3 separate regions of the Mus musculus genome follow, and all the other regions are linked to region 1. Evidence: chromatin contacts called from public HiChIP or PLAC-seq and promoter capture Hi-C data. All regions are on one chromosome and are shown on one strand. The core of a region is the stretch at or near the end of the contact, and the rest is flanking DNA. Distances in the headings are between cores, read along the strand shown.

Region 1 (4,185 bases), core at 1,011-3,510:
AACCCACACACCTATGGTCACTTGATCTTTGACAAGGGAGCTAAAACCATGGAAAAAAGACAGCATTTTCAACAAATGGTGCTGGCACAACTGGCGGTTATCATGTAAAAGAATGTGAATTGATCCATTCCTATCTCCTTGTACTAAGGTCAAATCTAAGTGGATTAAGGAACTTCACATAAAACCAGAGACACTGAAACTTATAGAGGAGAAAGTAGGGAAAAGCCTCGAAGATATGGGTACAGGGGGAAAATTCCTGAATAGAACAGCAATGGCTTGTGCTATAAGATCAAGAATCGATAAGTGGGACCTCAGAAAGTTGCAAAGCTTCTGCAAGGCAAAAGACACCATCAATAAGACAAAAAGACCACCAACAGATTGGGAAAGGATCTTTACCTATCCTAAATCAGATAGGGGACTAATATCCAATATATATAAAGAACTCAAGAAAATGGACTCCAGAAAATCAAATAACCCCATTAAAAAAATGGGGCTCAGAGCCAAACAAAGAATTCTCACCTGAGGAATACCGAATGGCTGAGATGCACCTGAAAAAATGTTCAACATCCTTAATCATCAGGGAAATGCAAATCAAAACAACCCTGAAATTCCACCTCACACCAGTCAGAATGGCTAAGATCAAAAATTCAGGTGACTACAGATGCTGGCGAGGATGTGGAGAAAGAGGAACACTCCTCCATTGTTGGTGGGATTGCAAGCTTGTACAACCACTCTGGAAATCAGTCTGGTGATTCCTCAGAAAATTGGACATAGTACTACCAGAGAATCCAGCAATACCTCTCCTGGGCATATATCCAGAAGATGTTCCAACTGGTAAGAAGGGCATGTGTTCATAGAAGCCTTATTTATAATAGCCAGAAGCTAGAAAGAACCCAGATGTCCCTCAACAGAGGAATGGATACAGAAAATGTGGCACATTTACACAATGGAGTACTACTCAGCTATTAAAAAGAATGAATTTATGAAATTCCTAGCCAAATGGATGGACCTGGAGGGCATCATCCTGAGTGAGGTAACTCAATCACAAAGGAACTCACACAATATGTACTCACTGATAAGTGGATATTAGCCCAGAAACTTAGGATACCCAAGATATAAGATACAATTTGCTAAACACATGAAACTCAAGAAGAACGAAGAACAAAGTGTGGACACTTTGCCCCTTCTTAGAATTGGGAACAAAACACCCATGGAAGGAGTTACAGAGACAATGTTTGGAGCTGTGACGAAAGGATGGACCATCTAGAGACTGCCATATCCCGGGATCCATCCCATAATCAGCTTCCAAATGCTGACACCATTGCACACACTAGCAAGATTTTGCTGAAAGGACCCAGATAGAGCTGTCTCTTGTGAGTCTATGCCGGGGCCTAGCAAACACAGAAGTGGATACTCACAGTCAGCTATTGGATGGATCATAGGACCCCCAATGGAGGAGCTAGAGAAAGTACCCAAGGAGCTAAAGGCATCTGCAACCCTATAGGTGGAACAACATTATGAACTAACCAGTACCCCTGAGCTCTTGACTCTAGCTGCATATGTATCAAAAGATGGCCTAGTCGGCCATCACTGGAAAGAGAGGCCCATTGGACTTGCAAACTTTATATGCCCCAGTACAGGGGAACACCAGGGCCAAAAAAATGGGAATGGGTGGGTAGGGAAGTGGGGGGGAGGGTATGGGGGACTTTTGGGATAGCATTGGAAATGTATTTGAGGAAAATACGTAATAAAAAATATATTAAAAAAAAACGGAGCTCCTTTTAGCAGAGAGCTTCCTCTTACTAAAAATTCCTTCACAGAGCACCAGGCATGAGGTATATGTAGTACAAGGGTCCTACTTCCCCACCTCCCCAGGTCCCGTTTCTCTTGTCCTCCTGGGAAAAGAGATGGGGCCTCGTTTTCCAGAGCTGAGGAACACGTCCCAGCCTTCCCCCCAGTCCCGCTGCGAGCATGGTAGCACCCAGCCCAGGAGCATGCTCATTTCCAGGGTTGAGCTACATCCCACCTCCCCTTTCCCAGCTGGCCATGCCTTCAGTGCACAGCCGGACACTTGGAGGAAGCTACCTTGAAATCCAGTTCCCAAGGGCAGCAGTAGCAGTTCCAGGACCAGACACCATCCCTGTTTTATGAAGCACATAATACTTAGAGAAGCTTCCCCAGAACACTGGAGACAACTGTAAGAGAAGTCAGGGCGCCTGCCCTTCAATCAGGAAGCAAAACCCAAAACCGGAAGTCGTATGAGGTTTTTCTGTTTTTTCTCTATTTCACGAATTACCATACACAACAGGAAAGCAGACCACTACCATCACACCACATGGAATGAGATTTCAAATTCTCCTACCCACTAGAGATCAACAAGAAAAATAGCTTGGCTTAAAAGAATGGATTTTTCAGCAGTGCACTTTGAGCACTGAGGCCGAATCTGCTGTTGCCTGTGGGGAGTAAGGAGAGGCTGTGACTGGGCAGAGACCACCAGCGTCGCAGAGGGGAGTTGACTATCTCCAGCCACCTCCAGCAACGCCCATCTGTCCGTTCACATGGCCCTCTGCCCTGTTCCGCATGCAGCCTGCTTCTACAGGAGGAGACACCAAGTCAACTCACTACCTGACATTGGGAATCATGTCTTATGCTCCTGATCACACGAGAGGTCTATGAGATAGCTACAGCAGGTATCAATTCTTGTACCTTATTGAAACTCAGAGTCAGGTTTGCCTAAGTCATGTGTCAGTTATGGTGAACTTTCCCATTTATTCTCCACATGCAGAAAGATGTTAAGATTATGAGTCTCACCAGAATCTTCTAGAAATCAGGTCTGGCCAGCCTCCGGCCCTTTTCTTATGCCTTTCTGCACTGTGCCTGCTGTTTTCTCTGCCCAGCATGGCAGACAGCAAAGCTTTGAACTAGAAGAGAAGATACGGCAGGAGCAAATGAGCAAGGTTTTATGGTGGATTTAGGCAGAGACAGTTTTAGATTACACATTAAAAAGGAACTGAGAAGAGGAGGTAGGGCAAAATGAGAGGACCAGCAGGATGCGGAAATAGGCGTGGTCCAGCCCCATAGTATCTCAAAAACCAACTCCCCACCCATCTTAGCAGAGTCTTCCTAGAAGCAGGAGAAAGAGGACAGGGTTGCAAAAATACGCAAAGAGCAGGTGTGGAGAACCAGCTGCAGCACTTCCAAACATACAGCACGGTGCTCAGGCTGTAGACGTGTCTTGGTAGTTAACAACACTTGTTCTTGGAGGTCACCCAGGTTTGATTGATTCCCAGTATCTATATGGAGGCTCAGAACCATGTGTAACTGTAGTTCCAGGGGATCTGCCACCCTCTTCTTACCTCTTCTCACGGAGAGTAGGAATGCACATGACATACATATGTACATGCATACAAAACAGCCATACACATAAAAATAAATAAACCTAAAAAAAAAATACAGTTCTCAACATGGGCGTGGTGGTGGTGCACCCCTTTCATGCCAGCACTTGAGGCAGAGGCAGAAAGGCAAAGGCAGAGATGGTCTCTGATCCAATGTGTCTCACACCCTAGAGTTGATTCTCAAGTTCCCTGAGAAGATCTGTCGTTTTTTGGCTAGCCTAAGAATCTAAGGCAGAATGGAAGAGCATAGCTAATGAAGGTTTGAAATCGTCCCCTTTCTCCTATGTATGGTTTGCAAGAGATCCCAATGGAGGTAGACAATGAAGTAGGAGGCTAATGAACTAATAGGTTACTTGGCATTTGTTGTCATTTGGCCCACTCGTTCCATCAGCACATGCCAGGTCCATCATGTGTACATATTCTACCGTCCACGAGGAATCCAAGACTAGAAGTCTGGACAGAGTTCTAACTGAGTCCTGCCTGGGCTGCAATCATTTTTTTTCTCTCTTGCCTCCTTGCTTTGCTCTCTGCCTGGAGTGCCTTTGTCCTCTTCGCTACTCCTCAACTAGATACCCTCGCGGTTTGCCCCCTCTAGAGATTCAGAGTCACCTCCCCTGCATCTCTTTCTTCTGGCTTCCTTGAACTCTCGTTCACATCACTTCATAGAAAGCTCAGCTCTCAAGGAAGCAGTACAAGCTCCATCCTGGCATTGTGAAAAGATTTTTAATTAAAATGATTATGTGGCTGTGGTGGCTTGAATACAAATGACCCACACAGACTCGGGTGTGAG
Region 2 (4,185 bases), core at 499-2,998, 120 kb after region 1:
ACGACAGCCTAGAATATGAGAGATTCTATCTTTAAAAACAAAAAATTGACCTCAGCTCAACTGTTTCCTTGCTAAATTTTGCCTAGTTCTCATAATATAGAAAAGTCATTGTAAATATGATAATTAATTCATGACTGGCTCTGCTATAGGGGTTGCATGCAAAATGTCAAAGAAGTTATCAAGCCATGGCTTTGGCCTTTTGCTTTGTGGGCTCTACATCATTGCAATTTCATTTCCTGTTCACAGGCACACAGAACAAAATGCCAGTTGCCTTGTGACAACTTGAAATCCCATGTACTAGATGGCTCAAACATTCCTGAAACAGTTTGACAACACCCACTAAGAATATAGACACTTAGACCCCATGATGTGACCTTGAAGGTGTATTGCTGTGTGACAGAAAGGCTCATGGCACTACTGTAAAACCATTTTAAAGATCAGGTGCTCACCCTCAAGAGAGTGAGCAGAGGATGGTGTAAGCCTGGGATGGAGTTGTCTTATCTCACCCAGATGCATGGCATGCAGGGACTGGAAACTCCCATCAAAGAGATAAGATACATAGACAAACGTCATAGAAGTGTCAAGTAAAAGAAGTCAGGAACCCATACCATGGGATGCCACGTACATCCAGGCAAAACTAATCTGTGAGATTTGGAGTGAGAATATTGCTTATGTTTATGGGAAAGACAGTAGACAATGAGTGGACATAAACGCACGATTGTCCCAAAGTCATCAGAAAAGTGACTCACTGACACGTACACTGATATGCAGATATCACACTTTAGTAAGAAAGGTTTGTCATCATCATCTGGCTGCCCCTGGGGTGACTTCTACTGAACCAGAGTCTCTTTGAGTCCTGAGCCAAAATCTCTTCCTCAGGAAGAGATTCCTCCATTCATGCCTCATTTGAGAGGAGGTAAGGTGACCAGAAGCTGAATGCAAATGAGTTGGGCCTGCTAGAGGGACTCCCGGGGTCCCCTCCAGCACAGTGACAACTAGAAAACAGTCCCTGAGAAATGCAAGGCTCAACCCAACCCACCCAAAGTGGAGCAGTCTCTGTGCTGACTCGTGAGACCCTGCCTGTCCTACCTTCTTTTCTCTACCTTACCTCACCCAGACCCAAAGCATCCAGGGACTCCTCACAACTCCCAGACCATCCTTTTCTTCAGAATGGACACGAATTCTGTGGGGAAGGTGACAATGACAAGGTGGTGTTTGTGTGAAACTGTGTCGGAATGAAGGAAAAAGCTATGGCTGGTGATGAATCCACTCCCAGAGCGAGAAAAGGGAAAGCTAATGCACACATTGCTCCAGAGAAGGCTTGTACACACATCGCTCCAGTTTTCCACAGTTTTCATACAGACTAAACTCCACCCACTTTACAATAGCCCTAAGGACCTGGACCACCTTCTCTAACCTCTCCTCTGGCTTTCTGTGTTCCAGGTGACTATCGAAATGGCATAATCAGAGGCTCTAACTTCTGATCTCCCTCACACACTCAGGCACCCATGGGTGTATGCCAGGCCCCATCCCACACCAACACAAAAATCCTTACCTTGGCCCTGATGAGCCCTGAGGAGCAGAAAGGTTGTGAACAGGACAGCTTGCCCCAACATCACCACAGGACAGAGCAGACTACGGGGGCCCTGTCTTCTCCAGGTGCTCAGATGTCAATAGGCTCGCAGCTAACTGTCAGCAGGACACAGCAGAACTACCTCACTGCCTGTCCAGCCACAATTTCCTCAACTGAAGGCTGTTCACTTCTGCTGTGCACTGACAAGGCTACCGAGAAAGCCTCAGTCCCTCCACGTGGGTTCCCACAAGCTAAGATGCCTCCAGTGGGTGGGTACTCAGAGTGCACAGTGACTCACAAAAAACCAGTTGCAAAATCCCAGCCCTTGGTCCTCCTCAGCCTGGTGCTGAATTCTTAGTGGCTCCCACAGGGTGGGAAAGAAAACCAACAGTCATTATTCCAGGCTGCCCCAAACCAGCATACACCGTGGAAGCAGAAGTCTGAAGGAACTTAGGGGTAGGGTGGCCTGAGAAGAAGAACCCTGAGTAAGTAGGTACTAACGTGGAAGAGGAAGAGCATATGGGGTGATTAAGGAAGAGACATAACATTTAGACTTGCTGGGAAAAATCTCATGAGCCCAGGAAGTCTGATCTCAAATGTTCAACATATGCAAACTGTGTTCCTCCTTTCACCCCTCCACAACCAAAGGATGTGAAACGCTTTGTGGTGCTCACCCCCTTCCGTGGCTGGATTCATCCTGTAGAAGAGCAGGCAGCAGAGATCCTTTGAACTCCAAGGAGGGGTGGAGTCAGTGGTACCCACCCCACCCCACCCCGAACCCCACTCCCTCAGGACCCTTTACTTCAAGGCCATATCCAGAAGCCAGGCCTCTTGCTCTTTTCCTCTTCTTTTCCCCTTAGCAACAAACACGTGTGGTTCTCCCAAGCCCATCCTCTCATTCCATTCTTTGATCTGTTTCTAGCCCGACCAACACTGAGCAAGAGCGGCCTTTATAGGACAGGTGGCTGCCAGTGGTGGCAAGCAACGGATGCTCTGGACCAGACAGACAGTCAATTTGGAGTCAAAGACCTGGACTTGAACTCCAGCTCATCAACTTGCAACCTGTGTAGTGCTGACCAAATTGCTTTCTGAGTCCTCACAGTCAACAGCAGTTGGGTAAGCGAGATGGCTCAGTGGGTTAAGGTGCTCATCATCAGGCCTGCCAGCCGGAGCATAATCGCCAGAATCCTCCTGATGAAGAGGGAGGATGGACTCCACCCCTGACTTCCACACATGCCCAAGTGAACACACACACACACACACACACACACACACACACACACACACACACACACACACAAACACAAATCTATGATCTTCCCCCTGAAGGTAAGCAATACATGGAAATGGAAACTTGGCTTCCCTTCAAGATAGTTTTCAGCACCAAATTAATAGCTATCCTTGAGAGCTTGAATAGAAAGCTCTGGAATATACTGGTGTGAAAATGCCATAATAAGTGCTGGAGAGATGGCTTAAGAGCACTGACTGCTCTTCTGAAGTTCCTGAGTTCAGTTCCCAGCAACCACATAGTGGCTCACAACCATCTGTTATTGTATCTGATTACCCTCTTCTGCTGTGTCTGAAGAGAGCAATAGAGTACTCATATACATAAAATAAATAAATAAATTTAAAAAAAAGAAAAAAGAAAGTGCTATAATAAAACCCCTTACTTTGTATGGTAATCTTTTTGTTTATTTTTATTTCATTGCATTGGTGTTCTGCCTACATTTATGTCTGTGTGAAGGCATCAGATCTCCTGGCACTGAAAATTACAGACCAGCTGCCCTTGGGTGCTGGGAGTTGAACCAGGGTTCTCTGGAACAGTAGTCAGTACTCTAAATTGCTGAACAATCTCTCCAGCCCAAAGAGATTTTTGGTTTTATTTTTTATTTGTTATTGTTTTTGTTTTTAAGACAGGGTTACTTTATAACTCTGCCTGTCCTTGAATTATCTCTGTGGACTAGGCTGGCCTTGAACTCAGAGATCTGTCTATCTATGCCTTCTGAGAGCTAGGATCAAACATTCTGATTTGTTTGTTTGTTTATTATTTATTATTGACATAAAAGATCAATAAATAAATGAATCTGAATGTTTGTGCCCACCCTTCTAGTTCATATCTTAAAATGTAACCAACTGTATGGTAGTATTAGAAAGTAGAATGTTGGGCTGGAAAGATGGCTCAGTGGGTAAGAGCATTGACTGCTCTTCCAAAGGTCCTGAGTTCAAATCCCAGCAACCACATGGTGGCTCACAACCACCTATAATTAGATCTGTCACCCTCTTCTGGTGCGTCTGAAGTCAGCTACAATGTACCTACATATAATGATAATTAAATCTTAAAAAGAAGAAGAAAAAGTGGAGAGTTTGTGGAAGTGATCAGAGCTCTCCTGAATTGAATTAATGTTTTTATTTTCTAAGCAGGATCAGGAGACCCAGCAGACTCCAAAAATCCTGTCAGTGCTCATTCCTTCTCCCATGGGTGGAAGAAAAAAAAAAAAAGCCTTCCCAGAACCTGACTATGAGGGCATCCCGATCTTGGCGTGTCTAGCTTTCAGACCCATGAAAGACAAAGGTATAAGCTATGAGGTATAAGTTCGTGTATAGTGTTTGAA
Region 3 (4,185 bases), core at 566-3,065, 75 kb after region 1:
GTCATGGTTATAGATCAGTGCCTTATTCAGTCATCTTCAGAGAAGCTTCCTCCTGCAGAAGATGGGAACAAACACAGAGACCCACAGCCAAGCAATGTGTCGAGAGCAAGACAGCAGAAAACACTCAGCTCAAATTCGGTTGTCTTCATCCAATCCCTCTCCTCAGGACTCAGGCAACCCTGCAGAAGAAGAGGAGGCAGAGGAAGGCTTTGGAAACCCTTCTCCCAGCTTCCCTACCCATGGCTGTCTTAGACCTAACCAGGGGAAAATCCCCAGTGTGAGCCATAGAGAAGGAACACTACCCCCCAAAAGAACTTCCTGGAGCCTTTTCACGGATTCAAGGAACATCTAGAGCAATAGGCACTGCTGGTGTGGAATAATGGTGGAGGGAAGTTAAAGCTGGATCAAGCCAGATGTACCCAGTAAGCTGATTTCTCCATTGGACATTGATCAATTGATTGATTTACGAAATCTCTGTTGTTTGATTGGAAAACTCAAGAAAGGGTGACTTCACTGGGTATAAGTCATCTCACCCATCTCATACAGGCTAAGAGTCAAAAATCTCAACACAGCTCATGAAGCCACTTGTAAGATGGCCTGCAAAGGATTTATGTTCCCCTTTCTGAGAAAATACCACAACCAAGATTCTTAAGACAATTAATGAATCATGCTTACAGTCAAAATACAATGTTGACCTCTGTGCCACCCACACACAGAGGGAATTCCCTTGAGTCTTGTGGTCTATGTTCTTATCTTGTCAATATTCCTTTCTTATCTGGAAACCGACACAATGAAAGTTACACACCACCTCATAATCTCATCTACAAAAGGAAAATGTTTTATATAAAATATGCATACCAGAATATTTTTACTTACTCTTTAACCCCATGTATAGCCTGTATGGTTCAAACAATGTAACTCCAAAATCCACAAAATCAGATATGTATAGTTACTGCCAAGGTACTGAGGTACACATCACCCTGGATTCCATCTCTCTTAGAGTGCACATTCTTTTCTCATTTAAACTAACTTTGCTTCTGACTGACTTGTCCTGAAATTCTTTTCTGCATCATAAATCAAAATCCCTGTGCATAGGGCAGAGATATTCAGCCACATTTCTTGAGGCACTATTAACAATAACCAACTTAGGGACTCAGCCTAGATGTTCATCAATAGAGGAAAAATGACGTATACGAACAAAACAGCATTTTTCTTCAATTATAAAGAAAATGAGACATTCAAGAAAATCAACAGAACTAGAGATCATTATATTGAGGGAAATATTCCAGGTTCAGAAAGATATTCATAATTTCTTTCCTATGTAGAACCTACATTATATATATATATATATCATATACATACACACACACACACACACACACACACACATGACATGAATTAGAGGAAGGAGAGAAGAAAATGGGGGAATTGGAAATGGGAAAGAAAGAGATGGAAGCCACAGCCTTTCTCTTGTCCTGTATTCAGAAGTGACATATCACTAGCTCTGTCACATCTATTCACTATAAGAAGCCACTAATCTCAGCCTGAATCCAAGAAGAGGACAGTAATGTCCAGAAGTGAGGATACTTAGTAGACATCTTTAGATTCATGGTTAGAGCTCATCTTTGATACTGAAACAAGTGAAGCCCAGCACTGGTTTACAATTTCCTTGCAGGATCTGGATGTGCTTGGGACCTCTCCCTCAGTCTGAGCAGATGCAGGAGTCTGTCGTGCTCAATATAAACAGCTCTTCCTGGGACACACATGCACACATGCACACACTCACACACACACACGCCACAAACCGTGCACCACAAACCACGCATGCGCGTGCACTCACATACTTCAGGAAGTTGTGGTAAGTGCATCTCCTTTAATTTGAAATCTGGAAGTACACCATCATGGCGGATCTAAAGAGATATTGGTGTGACTGGGCTCTAGGTCCACTCTCTGAAAATCCAAGAATGAGTCAGCAGCAGATATTTTCTCCCATTCTTTGGATTCCTCTCCTCTTCCTACTCATGGGTAAGTTCTGCTTGCTACACGCGGTCTCTGAGGTTGGGCTTCTGCCCGGAAGATAGATTCTTGTGGTAAAATCAGGAAATTACCTTCCTTAGGTAAGTACTCTGCAACTATACTTTATTTTGAGAACTGTACATATGTAAGAGTATGTATGCAGTGTGTGTGTGTGTGTGTGTGTGTGTGTGTGTGAGAGAGAGAGAGAGAGAGAGAGAGAGAGAGAGAGAGAGAGAGAGAGAGAGAGAGAGAGAGAGAGAGAACAAACACATTGAATCACCATGAGGAGGTAATATTCTAGCCCAGTCTCAAACCATGTTTCCTTCATACTCACTGTCTCCGGTTTGTTTTCTGTGTAATGTATACAAATTCACAGAGCAATCAGAGCAAACCCTTCTGATGACAAGCCACCTTGCAGCCTCCGGGGGCACAAACACTGTTAGATTTTCTTTCTACTTCCTGTCTTAATTCTTGTATCCCCTGGACCATAGAAGCTTCATATGCCCAGGTGACCCTAGACAACGTGACTCCTCCTCCTCCTCCTCCTCCTCCTCCTCCTCCTCCTCCTCCTCCTCCTCCTCCTCCTCCTTCTCCTCCTCCTTCTCCTCCTTCTCCTTCTCCTTCTTCTCTTCCTTTCCCTTTAGGCTACAGCTACACTTCTTTTTTTTTTAAGATTTATTTATTTATTTTATGATATGACTACACCACCATTGCTCTCTTCAGACACACCAGAAGAGGGCATCAAAACCCGTTACAGATGGTTGTGAGCCACCATGTGGTTGCTGGGAATTGAACTCAGGACCTCTGGAACAGCAGTGCTCTTAACCACCGAGCCATCTCTCCAGCCCTACAGCTACACTTCTTTGTCTTCTTTTTATCTTATAATTTTTGCACCCAGAATTCTTGAAGTAGCCAGGATTCAGATCTTGTCTGATTTGATCTAAATTCCTAGAGTACTCTACAAAGCCTCAGGAGCCCTGGAATCGGGGGATCTAGACTGGGGTCATGCAACAGATACCGCAGAGTCTTCATAGGAAAATGAGTTGTGTTGACCAAACACCTGAGCTCTTAAAAGCTTTGATAACAATATTTATCAGAAATATGGACTGTACTTAAAACCAAAACAAAGCAAAACAAATGATACCATCTCTGCCCAACCCCAAGCTTGACATGACTAAGCCAAAGACAGTCTGGGATCTCCTAGATGATGGAAGGTAGGCTGATAAAGACATTTTCAAGCTTGAAAACAGTGAGAGAGTCATGCTTAGCACAGTGGCATGGAACAGTCCCTCGGAAATAACTGTTATTTCTCTAGACTCTTAGTGACAGCTTTCCCCCCATGCTGAGCATCTAGGTTCTACCAGGGAGTGACTTTATTTATTCTATCACTCACCTAGCCATCTCTCCACTCCTCTAAGCATCGTCCTATTCATCTTATTTTTAAAGAGATGATGTCATTTGCTTTTCTAGCTCTTTACAGTTTGCAACAACCTGCTTTCATTGAAGTTTTATCAGAATATCCCTTGTACATGACGTAGCTCTGATGAATCTATCAGTCTTACAGATCAATATGCTGACTCTCAGAAAACTTCAGAAATTCACCCAGTCATAGCCTGAGTAATTTCCCAATTAGAAAAGAAGTTTAGAAGAAACGGTTTATGGATTACTATAGCTACTTTCATGGAAGAGAGTTTGGTGAATGAGTGGGTGAATGCATAAGTGAATGAATGAATGGCTTTGCTAGCCAGTGGGCTTAGAAGGAGAATGTCTGGTCTCATTCATTTCTCAGTATATGGAATTTGTGATAAGTCCATGTTTATGGGGTGAATGAACGAAAGGTGGCTTGAAGAGTTCAGCTGTTCCTCCAAGTCCCTCTTCTGTTTCCACAGGGCTCGGAGCCTCTGGAAAGGAAACACCTCCAACAGTGATATCAGGGATGCTAGGGGGTTCTGTGACTTTCTCCCTAAACATCTCAAAGGATGCAGAGATTGAGCATATCATCTGGAATTGTCCCCCAAAGGCTCTTGCTTTAGTATTCTACAAAAAAGATATAACTATTCTGGACAAAGGATATAATGGCAGACTCAAAGTCAGCGAAGATGGCTACTCCTTGTACATGAGCAACCTAACCAAAAGTGATTCAGGATCCTACCATGCTCAGATAAACCA

What was found. HiChIP or PLAC-seq counts read pairs in DNA pulled down with a chosen protein or histone mark. Capture Hi-C pulls out chosen DNA fragments and counts their contacts.
Region 2: a contact with region 1 is called in a promoter capture Hi-C map of adipose tissue. The contact joins the promoter of Cd244a here to the promoter of Cd48 in region 1. A contact is called at or near these places in 13 of 39 promoter capture datasets (the C10 cell line, the HPC-7 cell line, cranial neural crest and 9 more), 1 of 15 datasets of contacts at CTCF or cohesin (CD8 T cells), 2 of 484 Hi-C or Micro-C datasets (nephron progenitors and pre-B cells), 5 of 115 datasets of contacts at active chromatin or transcription factors (the HPC-7 cell line, bone marrow-derived macrophages, cardiomyocytes and 2 more) and 3 of 9 other capture datasets (adipose tissue, liver and pancreatic islet).
Region 3: a CTCF HiChIP or PLAC-seq map of CD8 T cells shows a contact between it and region 1, with 15 read pairs. The contact joins the promoter of Ly9 here to the promoter of Cd48 in region 1. A contact is called at or near these places in 15 of 39 promoter capture datasets (the 3T3-L1 cell line, the C10 cell line, the HPC-7 cell line and 10 more), 5 of 15 datasets of contacts at CTCF or cohesin (CD8 T cells, embryonic stem cells, large pre-B cells and 2 more), 57 of 484 Hi-C or Micro-C datasets (B cells, CD4 T cells, CD8 T cells and 24 more), 11 of 115 datasets of contacts at active chromatin or transcription factors (the 230-238 cell line, the HPC-7 cell line, Th2 cells and 6 more) and 3 of 9 other capture datasets (adipose tissue, liver and pancreatic islet).

Annotation. Positions count from the first base shown.
Region 1 is chr1:171,680,067-171,684,251 of GRCm38.p6, reverse strand. Cd48 (CD48 antigen) reads right to left here and starts at 2,260. Exons shown (of 4, transcript NM_007649.5): 1 at 2,086-2,260. The coding sequence starts at 2,158.
Region 2 is chr1:171,556,756-171,560,940 of GRCm38.p6, reverse strand. Cd244a (CD244 molecule A) reads right to left here and starts at 1,748. Exons shown (of 9, transcript NM_018729.2): 1 at 1,556-1,748. The coding sequence starts at 1,616. Gm35200 (a long non-coding RNA gene) reads left to right here. Exons shown (of 5, transcript XR_373705.3): 3 at 2,496-4,185.
Region 3 is chr1:171,605,040-171,609,224 of GRCm38.p6, reverse strand. It overlaps Ly9 (lymphocyte antigen 9), which reads left to right and starts at 1,815. Exons shown (of 10, transcript NM_008534.3): 1 at 1,815-2,025; 2 at 3,906-4,185. The coding sequence starts at 1,902.